2 separate regions of the Mus musculus genome follow, and region 2 is linked to region 1. Evidence: chromatin contacts called from public promoter capture Hi-C data. All regions are on one chromosome and are shown on one strand. The core of a region is the stretch at or near the end of the contact, and the rest is flanking DNA. Distances in the headings are between cores, read along the strand shown.

The links. Capture Hi-C pulls out chosen DNA fragments and counts their contacts.
Region 2: a contact with region 1 is called in a promoter capture Hi-C map of pancreatic islet. The contact joins two enhancer-like sites. A contact is called at or near these places in 2 of 115 datasets of contacts at active chromatin or transcription factors (embryonic stem cells and pancreatic cancer cells) and 1 of 9 other capture datasets (pancreatic islet).

What each region holds. Positions count from the first base shown.
Region 1 is chr11:101,043,143-101,047,981 of GRCm38.p6, forward strand. Atp6v0a1 (ATPase, H+ transporting, lysosomal V0 subunit A1) reads left to right here. Exons shown (of 22, transcript NM_016920.4): 16 at 649-865; 17 at 1,374-1,481. Among named protein-coding and RNA genes, the nearest start is that of Mir6928, 15 kb to the left of the region's middle. Within about 2 kb of position 2,414, at least 28 of the 459 cell types and tissues checked have an H3K27ac peak or open chromatin away from gene starts, as enhancers often do. A contact at or near this core is called in pancreatic islet, where this site is marked.
Region 2 is chr11:101,139,848-101,145,067 of GRCm38.p6, forward strand. No RefSeq gene overlaps it. Among named protein-coding and RNA genes, the nearest start is that of Tubg2, 13 kb to the right of the region's middle. Within about 2 kb of position 3,839, at least 148 of the 459 cell types and tissues checked have an H3K27ac peak or open chromatin away from gene starts, as enhancers often do. A contact at or near this core is called in pancreatic islet, where this site is marked.

The DNA of each region.
Region 1 (4,839 bases), core at 1,164-3,663:
AATCAGTAAGTCAGGGCTCCGGTCTATATTGTAGAAGCAATCTCTATTATACAATCCTCATGGTCTTAAATGAAGCTTCATATTAGTTCCTGATCTGTTTATAGGTACAAAAAAAATGATCTTTGAAAAAAAAAAAGATGCAGCAATTTTCCTGTGATTTAGTGAATTCCTATTTTGCACTCTGTGTATGTGGTGGTTGTGTGCACATGTGTGTTGTGTGCCCACAGAGGCCACAGGCATCAGATCCCCTGGAGCCGGAGTTACAGAGGGTAGTGAGCTGCCTGATGTGGGTGCTGGGGATCTGCACTTGGGTCATCTGCAGGAGCAGTAAGTGCTCCTGACTGATAAGCCATCTCTCCAACCCCATTTTTTCTTCCTTGATGTGTAATTTATACAAAATTATGAATCCATATATTAGATCTTCCATGGAGAGTAGTGGAGGTGGTCCAAGAGCCATTCGAGGCCCAGACGTTTGGAAGCGCAGTCTCTGTTGTCTCCAGTGCTCTGGCTGCTGCTTCAGTGTGATGCAGACAGAGCTGAGGGAACGGTGTGTGGACACAGTGTGTGGACAAACCTATCGAGCACTCTGGTCAGTGCCCGGTGCCATAGGCCTGTCGCTCTTAGTGTCATTTCTCTTTTCCTTCTTAGCTATTTCAAGAAGCCCCTGAACATCTACTTTGGCTTTATTCCTGAGATCATCTTCATGTCCTCGTTGTTTGGCTACCTGGTCATCCTTATCTTTTACAAGTGGACAGCCTACGATGCCCACTCGTCTAGGAATGCCCCGAGCCTCCTGATCCACTTCATAAACATGTTCCTCTTCTCCTACCCAGAGTCTGGTAATGCAATGCTGTACTCTGGACAGGTATGTCAGCCCTGAGGACGGGTGGTGTAGGTGGCTACCCAGGTCCCAAAGCCCCATGTAACTCTGACCTGAAAAAAGCCTAGAAACCTGGTTTTCAGTTTGTACTACCGTATAGTATGAACTATATAGTACCATATATTTAAACTACTCCCCCTATACCTCTTAGCTCTGGAGAGTTCAGTAATGATTCCATGCTATAAAGGATAGAATTTGTAGGGCTAAGTGCCTCAGGCCTGTAACCTGAGCACTCAAGCCTGGGCTACCTAGTGAATTCCAAGCCAGGGTGAGCTACATAGTAAGATCATGTCTCGAACAATTAGATGAGTAAAGGGGGCATAATTTAGAACTACCATTTGATGGGACACTTACTGGGTTTGTCCTGGTGCCAGCTCATTACTTAGAGAAATAGTCGTAGACCAATAAGGATCTATTGTTTGGGGGGAAAATGTGTGCTGCTGTTGGAAACAGTCTGTTTGACTGGTGGGCTTTGTTGTCTCTTACTTTGCAGAAAGGAATTCAGTGTTTCCTCATCGTGGTGGCGATGCTCTGCGTCCCTTGGATGCTTCTGTTTAAGCCGCTGATCCTTCGCCATCAGTACCTGAGGAAGAAGCATTTGGTGAGTGTCTGTCTGTGGCTGAAGGTTACTAGACTTTAGACTTTTTCCTCGCCTAAGATCCAGGCAGCGCCTTAGAGGATGTAATTAACTGTGCACACGTGCATGTGTTCCGTTATGGATTTGGGTTACATATGAGCATGAACCCCGGGCCTGCCAACGTCAGAGACACCTGGATCGGAGAGAATAAATCACTATGTTTTTACCTTTCCTGGTCGTGATTTTTGTCACGCTCTCGGCAGCAGAGGCCAGCCCTGGGCCCACACGTCTAGATGCGGCATCAGCCAAATATCAAGGTTAGGAGAGCTGCAGACAGTGAGCTCACTCGTGTGGTTTGCCTGGGCAGCCACAGGACTGACCCAAAGACATATTTTTTTTAATGAAACTATGACGCTTTCACCAACTGACACACCTGGAAAGGATCTGACTTAAAGCACACTGATTTTTTTTTTTTTTGTTTCTTCTTCTTCTAAGAAGCAGCATATATACACACAGGTGTTTACTTAACAGATGTGTGTATACCGACTCTACACACAGACACACAAAGTTAAGCTTGCCAAATGTTCGATACTGCGTGTAATTTCTGGCTATCCCATAATGCTTACTGCATTGCCCGGGAAAACCCAAGAGATCTTATTGCATGAGTCCCATGGCTGTGAGATGATCCCTCCGTTGGAGAGCAGCTGAGTTACAAGACCCTCCTTCTCCCTTTTCTGACCATCTTCATCCTTTCATGTGCCCTCCATTCGTCTCCCCTCCCTCTCCCCATCCCTCTCTCGTTCTCTTCTCCCTTCTTCTCTCCCATTCACTATCAGGAAGGGCAACCCGTGGAGGCCCCAGTCACACCAACCCCGAGCCAACAGGGACTAGAGGCAGCACCGGCTGCAACAGTGAGTCACTTAACTCCGACAAAGCAAAATGTTTGTTTAAAGAGGTGGCAGACAGTGCAGGTGAATTCTTTTTTAATGCTGTTGAGAGCGTGGCATGTGTGCTCACTGAGACCATGACAGAGGAGCCATCTGCCTCTTAGGAATAGATCAGGTATCGTTTTTACCATTGGCCTGCTAAGTTTCTGTTTGGTTGTGTAAGTACAATCCTATCTTCAGGAGCCAAGTGGCCCTCTTCGAGTCCCATCATCTTACTCCAAGACGGCAGCTTCTGGGCTCATCCACTTTTGTGTCTGTATCCTGTGATCGTGTGTGGGGTGGGTTTTCAGCATGGAGACAAGAGGGGCTTGGACTCTTTCATTGATGTCTTTGTTCTTTGTGCTTGTAAGCCCTTCTTTAAGGGATCCTTGTCCTTGTTTTGGGAGTTCAGTCTTTAGAGAAGGTCTGTATCTCTTTCCCTAACTGGGACACAGAAGGTCTTGTTTCTTCAGCTGATTTCCTGAGCCACCCTGCGTGCTGCACATCTGCCAGAGCCATCTGTCTAGACCCTCACTTCTTCTGTACCTACAATTCAGTGACAGCACTTTGAATGTCAGACATTTGACATCATTTTACCAGAATCTTAGAGTGCACTGTGTCTATGCAGCCTCACATCCGAGATTTTCAATCTCGCAGGTCAGGATTGTTCTGTTAGCATACACCGCTTTAAGGGGAATGCATGCTTATGCCAGACAAAATTTTAATCTCGCTGTGTGAAATTATTTTCAAGTTGAGGAACACACTGCCCAGCATTGATTTTCTTTCCCCATCATCTTTTCTTGCTTTGTCCTTGCTTTTTTCTTGCATTGTTCTCGATGCCTTTTGAGTGTGACTCCATCCTCCATGCTGAGCTCCACAGTAACCCCTCCTCATCTGGAAGCTCTCCCACTCATGGCGTCTGCTCAGCTGTGTCCCTAGCTGAATCTCTTGCTGGAGAGCAGCCCAACAGCATCAAGGTGACCACACTCCAAGAAGGACCCTTGACCCTTGACCCCACGTATCTGCTCCTGCTCTGCTTCTTGTCTCCTCCGTTGTCTCCTTGAGTGGCGTTGTCACAGCTCAGCATTTCTTTTCTTGTCTTTGCTGGTGTGTCTCTCATTTCCTTCCTGTAACTCTTGTTTCCTGAGCCGTGCAGGGTACTCGTCAGAGTCGGGTTAGGAGGTCTGACCTGTCTGTTCTCACTTCTTCTGGCTAGGGAAGTCTTAGGGAGATGGACTCTGTTTGGGGGATTTTGAATTCGGACGCTTTCCTCCTCTGCCCTGTAAGACCCAGGCCAAGATACAATGGAGTCTCCCCGCTCCGGCCCCATGCCCTTTATAATGCTTAAAGCCCCCCTTCTGAAGGTAGTTAGGCGACATTTGAGCCTGACCGGAAGTGCTTACTTCAGTGATTTCCCAGATCTGAATCACCTAGTAAACTTTGAACATGGGCATTAAAACAGGTGAGAGGAAGGAAAAGGCAAAAGTGACCCCTAATCCCATGAACTGAAGGGGGGGGGGGGAGAGAGAGAGAGAGAGAGAGAGAGAGAGAGAGAGAACTTTTATACTAACCAAGAAGTCTCAGTGCCCTGCCCCCTACCCTCCTCCTCCAGGACATTGTTATCAGGTGGAGTCTTTGCCTTCAGCACATATCTGTCATCTACTGAGACACAAGTAAACAATATGCATACCTAGAAGGAGAGCCATGTCTCGGGACCTATTTTAAACTGAAGCAATCTTCTGCCTCTCAGTGTTTCTTAATAGAGTTGTCTTCTTAGAGGCAATCTTTTTATGGTACCTAACATTGCTGGGTGTAGTGCATGCCTTTAGTCCCAGGCAGAGGCAGGCAGATCTCTGAGTTCGAGGCCAGCCTGGTCTATAAAATGAGTTTCAAGACAGCCAGGGCTACACAGAGAAACCCTGTCTCAAACAAGGTAGCTTCCGTAGAGCTCCTCCCGTGGCCTTTTCTGTGAGCCTTGTAAGACTGACTGATGCTACAAGGGGAGTCTACCCCAATAATAAATAAACCTTGGGGTCTGAACTGGCCAGCGAGTTGTAGTAAAAGAGGTTCCCCAAAAGCTAAAGCTAAGGAAGGGAGCCACAGGGAAGTTCCCAGCCCTGTCTCCACATTGTTCAAGCTTACTGGAGCAGTCACGCTGCAGGCAGGCAGTCCTCCAGCTTTGGGTTGATAGAACTCACAGGAAGTGGTCCAGGGGCTGCTTCCTCAGTCCCTTTCACTGTACCAGAACCCTCTGATGGAAAGGGATCTGCCTTACTTTACGTTTTTAAAACTCAGAATTCTTTAGCCACAAATGAGTGACTGTTAGGATGTTGTGATGTTTTGTTTTGTGTTCTTCCAAGACCTTGGGTAGCTCTTTGTTCCTACACGGGCCTGGTATATTTCTGGTAGATGTTGCTGGAACTCTTGGGCTCCTGTTGAAAGCCTGTCAGAGCAGG
Region 2 (5,220 bases), core at 2,589-5,088, 98 kb after region 1:
TAGCTAGTTTAGCAGAAAAGGCAAGCTGCCATGTTATTGAGAGTCCCTGTTTCCTTTTATTTTCATTTCGTTTATTTTCTTTCTTCCTTCCTTTCTTTTTCCCTTGGTTTTTTCAAGACAGAGTTTTTCTGTGTAGCTCTGACCGTTCTAGAACTCACTCTGTAGACCAGGCTGGCCTCGAATTCATAGAGATCCACCTACCTCTGGCTCCCCAATGCTGGGATTAAAGACATACACTGCCACTGCCCAGGGAAAGTCCCTGTTTCTTGAGCTGGGTGTGGCACAGGTCTTTAATCACAACACTTGGGATGCAGAAGCAGGTGGATCTCTGTGAATTTGTGGCCAGCCTGGTCTACAGAGTAAGTTCCGGCACTGCCAAAACGACACAAAGAAGCCTTGCCTCTAACAACAACGACGACATACTGTGGCAGAAGACTGCAGTGGCGGCCCTGGGATGAAGCAGTTTCAGGGATGCCCTCCTAGATGTTGCTGCTGCAGAAGACCATGGCTCACAGGGCGGCAGAGGACTGTGCCTCTCAGGTCTCAGGTGCTACAGACACCGGCAGGGCTCCTTAGACTGGACTGCTGGTTGCCACCCCTAGGATTGCCGCTGCCGCCGCCGCCGCCGCCGCCGCCGCCGCCGCCGCCGCCATCTGAGAAGCCCTTGGTCAAGCACAAAGCACCTGATTCTGGAGACTTGCCAGTGTTGGTGTTGCCTGCCTGAGACCACTCTTAGAACCACTGCTGCTCGGGAAAGATGCCAGACGGCTAGGGTGCAAACCTGGGTTTAGCTTCGCCTCTGTTACTAGCCGGTGCTATGACTCTATCGAGCAGGAATGCATTCAGCTGCAGTCAACAGAATGCCCAATTAACAGCAACTTAAGCAAACAGCACACTGTGGCTGTTTTTCTTACTTGCTAAATCCCGAGACAAGGCAGACCAAGGCTGGGGCCCCTCTTAGGAAGTCGGCAAGAACATTGCGATCTGCTAAAGTTCGGATCTTGAATATCCCCCCAAAGGCCCATAGGTTAAAAAGCTTGGTCCCCAGTGTGGCCCTGTTGGGAAATAAAAAAGTTATTCAGACAAGAGCCAGCAAATCTGGGAGATGCCTCAGTGGTCTGAGCAACTATCCTGAGCTTGGTGAGTTGAGTCCGGTCACTGGAACTCACAGGGGAAGGAGAGAATTGACTCCTGAAAGTTGTCCACTAACTTCCTTCCATGGCACAAGCCCACCTGCACTATAACACGCACTCATGCACATAGGCACCTGCGTGCGCGCACGCACACACACACACACACACACACACACACACACACACACACTAACAGCACGTTAAAGTAAAAGGAGGTAGGGATTGAGCCAGACTTGGTGATGTAGCCCTGACATTGCATTGCAGAGGTGAAGGCACGGGGATAAGTTCAAAGCTATTCTCAGCTATGTGGCAAGTTTGAGGGACAGCCTCTGCTATGTGAGATCCTGTCTGCGCCCCCCTCCCCAAACCCAAACAATAAAGGGGAGGGGATGAGCTCATTGTTTAGTAGATTGTTTGCCCTGGGTTTAATCCCTAGCACCAAATAAAAACTGTGTGTGGTACCCAGGGTTGAGGTAGTGGAAGTGGGAGGTCAGAAAGTCATTGTTATCCTCAACTACACAGCAAAATCCAGGCCAGCCTGGGGATACATGAGACCTAGTTTTTCAAAATAAGAGTCAGGGACTGGCAAGAGTTCCCAAACTTATGGAGGTGCATCCTTAAAGGGGACTGTGGGAACCTGGCCCTCCCCTCTTTGTTCCTTTGCCATATGGTAAATGGGTTTGTTCTACCACCATGAGATCCTGCCTCATGATATAGGTAGATAGATAGATAGATAGATAGATAGATATACTTTGCTTTGTTGAAAAAAAAATCTCCTTCTCTGAGGTCCATACTACATACTCTGCCACTTTCTGTTCCAGAACTTTCCAGTGATCGACTTCATATTTGTTTGTTTATTTTTCAAGGCAATCAACTTGAAGGGGCCTGAGTGAAATGCCAGAACCTTCTGGCAACAAGGGTTCCTGGGGAAGTGGGGTGTGTGCCTTATGTGTACTGGCCAGAACATTTCAGAGTGTATGCAATGAAGGAGGAGAGGTGAGATTCCTGTTCTCAGTACAGGCAGCCATGCGGCAGAGCTTTACGTGAGTGAGTGGGTGAAAGGACTCGCCCTTCAGACCAGAAGATAAAACAAGACAAGATTAGTACAATGAGGAGCGGTGAGCCTGCAGGGACAGAAGGACCTCCTGCCTAATGCCTTACATCCACACTCACCAGACTCCTCCCTCCACACACCTTCAGCCTGGTGACTCACTCATGCCTAGGGTAGCTCTCCTCAGAATGGCCTTTCGTGACCTTTCCACCTCCTGAGCCCCTCACTTCTCTGCTCACACTGTTGCAGATTCCCACGACTGGCCCCAGTGCTGCTCTGTAACTTTAAACTTTTAAATGTTATTTTACTTGTGTATCTAATATTTTTTAGGTTCTTGTTTATTTTATGTGTATGAGCGTCTCACTGTACGTATGAGTATATACCACCTGCATGCCTAGTGCCTTCGGAGGCCGGAAGACAGTGGGTGTCAGATCCTCTGGAATTAGGGTTACTGATGACCGAGAGCTACCCAGAGGTCATAGGACAACTTTTGAAGTCAGGTTCTCTCCTTCCAAGGTAGGTTCCAGGGATCGAACTCAAGCTATCAGGTTTACAACAAGTGTTGGGTTTTTTTTTTCCTTTATTAGATATTTTCTTTATTTACATTTTGAATTTTATCCCCTGTCCTAATTTTCCCTCCCCAAACCCCCCATCCCATCCCCCCTTCCCACTGTTTGCAAACACACCCACTCCTGCTTCCTTGTCCTGGCATTCCCCTACATTGGGACCCTTCACAAGACCAAGGGCCTCTCCTCTCATTGATATCCCACAAAGCCATCCTTTGCTGCATATGCGGCTGGAGCCATGGGTCCCTCCATGTGTACTCTTTGGCTGGTGGTTTAGTCCCTGGGAGCTCTGGGGTACTGGGTGATTATACCAAGTGTTCTTAACTACTGCATCATCTCTCCGGTCCTGTGTTTATTTATTTATTTATTTATTTATTTTTATTTAATTTTATTTTTTGAGACAGGGTTTCTCTGTGTAGCCTTGACTGTTCTGAAACTCATTCTATAGACCAGATTGGCCTCGAACTCAGAGATCCACCTGCCTCAGCCTCCCAAGTGCTAAGATTATAAAGGCATGTACTACTACCAAATGGCGTATTTCATTCCTTCCTTTCTTTTCTCTCTTTCTTTCTTTCCTTCTTTTGTTCATTCTTTCTTTCTTTCTCTTGTTCTTTCTTTCTTTTTTCTAGTTTTTAATTGTGCCTGTGTGAGGCGGGTGTCTGTGCATGTGTGTGCAAGTGTCCTTGGATAACTGACATGTCTGGTCTCTTAGAACTGCACTTATACCTTAGTGGTGGCGCACGCCTTTAATCCCAGCACTTGGGAGGCAGAGGCAGGCGGATTTCTGAGTTCGAGGCCAGCCTGGTCTACAGAGTGAGTTCCAGGACAGCCAGGGCTATACAGAGAAACCCTGTCTCGAAATACCAAAAAAAAAAAAAAAAAAAAAAAAAAAAAAAAAAAAAAACTGCAGTTACAGGCAGCTGTGAAACACCTGACATGGATGCTGGGAACCAGACTCTGGTCCAGTACTTGTTCTTTTGCTTAGCTGCCCTGGGTGAACAGTAAGAGCTCTTGACCCTCTTAACCACTGAGCCATCTCACCACTGCACCCCTACCCCAGTGCTTTCAACCTTAAACTTGACCGCTTATTCCTGTGACTGCATTTCCGGCACCTCTGTTTCCTCTTTGTCTCACTGCGTAGGGCTGCTTTCTCTCTACCAAGTCATCTATGGCTTTGTGGATTTTACATCCATCTCCCTGGAGTCTGGATGACCCGATCTAATTATTTTTTTACTCCGTCATCTTCAGCTGACCCCTCTGATGAAACCCGGGACTCTCCCTGCCTGCCTGCTCTCTCAGTCCTCCAGCGGAGCACCGAAGGAGTCAGGGCAAGCCTAGGCGGCAAACAGTTGCCATGGCAACTCAATTTCCAACCAGGCGATCTTCCTCTACCCCCTGGGCTGAGAGTACTGGCCTGCCCTCGCCAGCCCTCTCCTGTTTCCTACCTTTGATTCCCTCCCCTCTCCTCCGAATTCAGAACTTCACTCCTACTTGACAGTGAAAATACAAGCGTGCTGAAGCCCCGTCAACTTCCTGTCCCCCCACTTCCATCTCTACTGACTTATTTTTAACTACCCTCATCCTTTCCTCCTTCCGGTAGTTAATCTCTCCACCTGAGCCCTGAATCCAGTAGCTCCACCTCCTCAAAGACCTTGGAGCGCCAAACCCCTGTCTCTTCAGTATCTTTTTTTTGTTTTTGTTTGTTTTTCTTTTTTTTTTAAAGATTTACTCATTTATTTATTATATGTACACTGTAGCTGTCCTCAGACACTCCAGAAGAGGGAGTCAGATCTCGTTACAGATGGTTGTGAGCCACCATGTGGTTGCTGGGATTTGAACTCCTGACCTTCAGAAGAGCAGTCGGGTGCTCTTACCCACTGAGCCATCTCACCAGCCCTCTTCAGTATCTTGATATGGAAGTTTCCTCCTGCATTCTAAAAAGCTGAGTTTCTCACAAACACCACATTCCAGATCCATCAGGACACAATCTTCCTTCTTGTCTGTCTTTTAGAATTCTTATTTTTAAAATTATTGTTATTATATTATTAGCAGTAATTTTATTTTTTATATATTTAGTTTTTATTTATTAGCATTATTTATAATTTTTGATTTATAGTTTTTTGAGACAGGGTCTCTTTATATAATTCTGGCTATCCTCGAACCCATTATGTAGAACAGGCTGGCCTCGAACTCACAGTCACCTGCCTCCAGAGCACTTGTACTAAAGGTATGCACCACCATGCCCAGCTTCTTAACGTTTTCAAACTACAGATGCCTTCTGCTGCATATTCTCTGACTGCATAAAATAGCATGTGTGGAATCATCATGAAAGCTACTGTATTGTAAATATTGTTACAATATTTGTAAGTTTTATGATAATTGGGAGTTGGGGTCTCGAGCACATGTTCTTGTATGGTTGCAGAGACCAGAGAAGGATGTCGGTGTTCTGCTCCATTACTGTCTATTTACT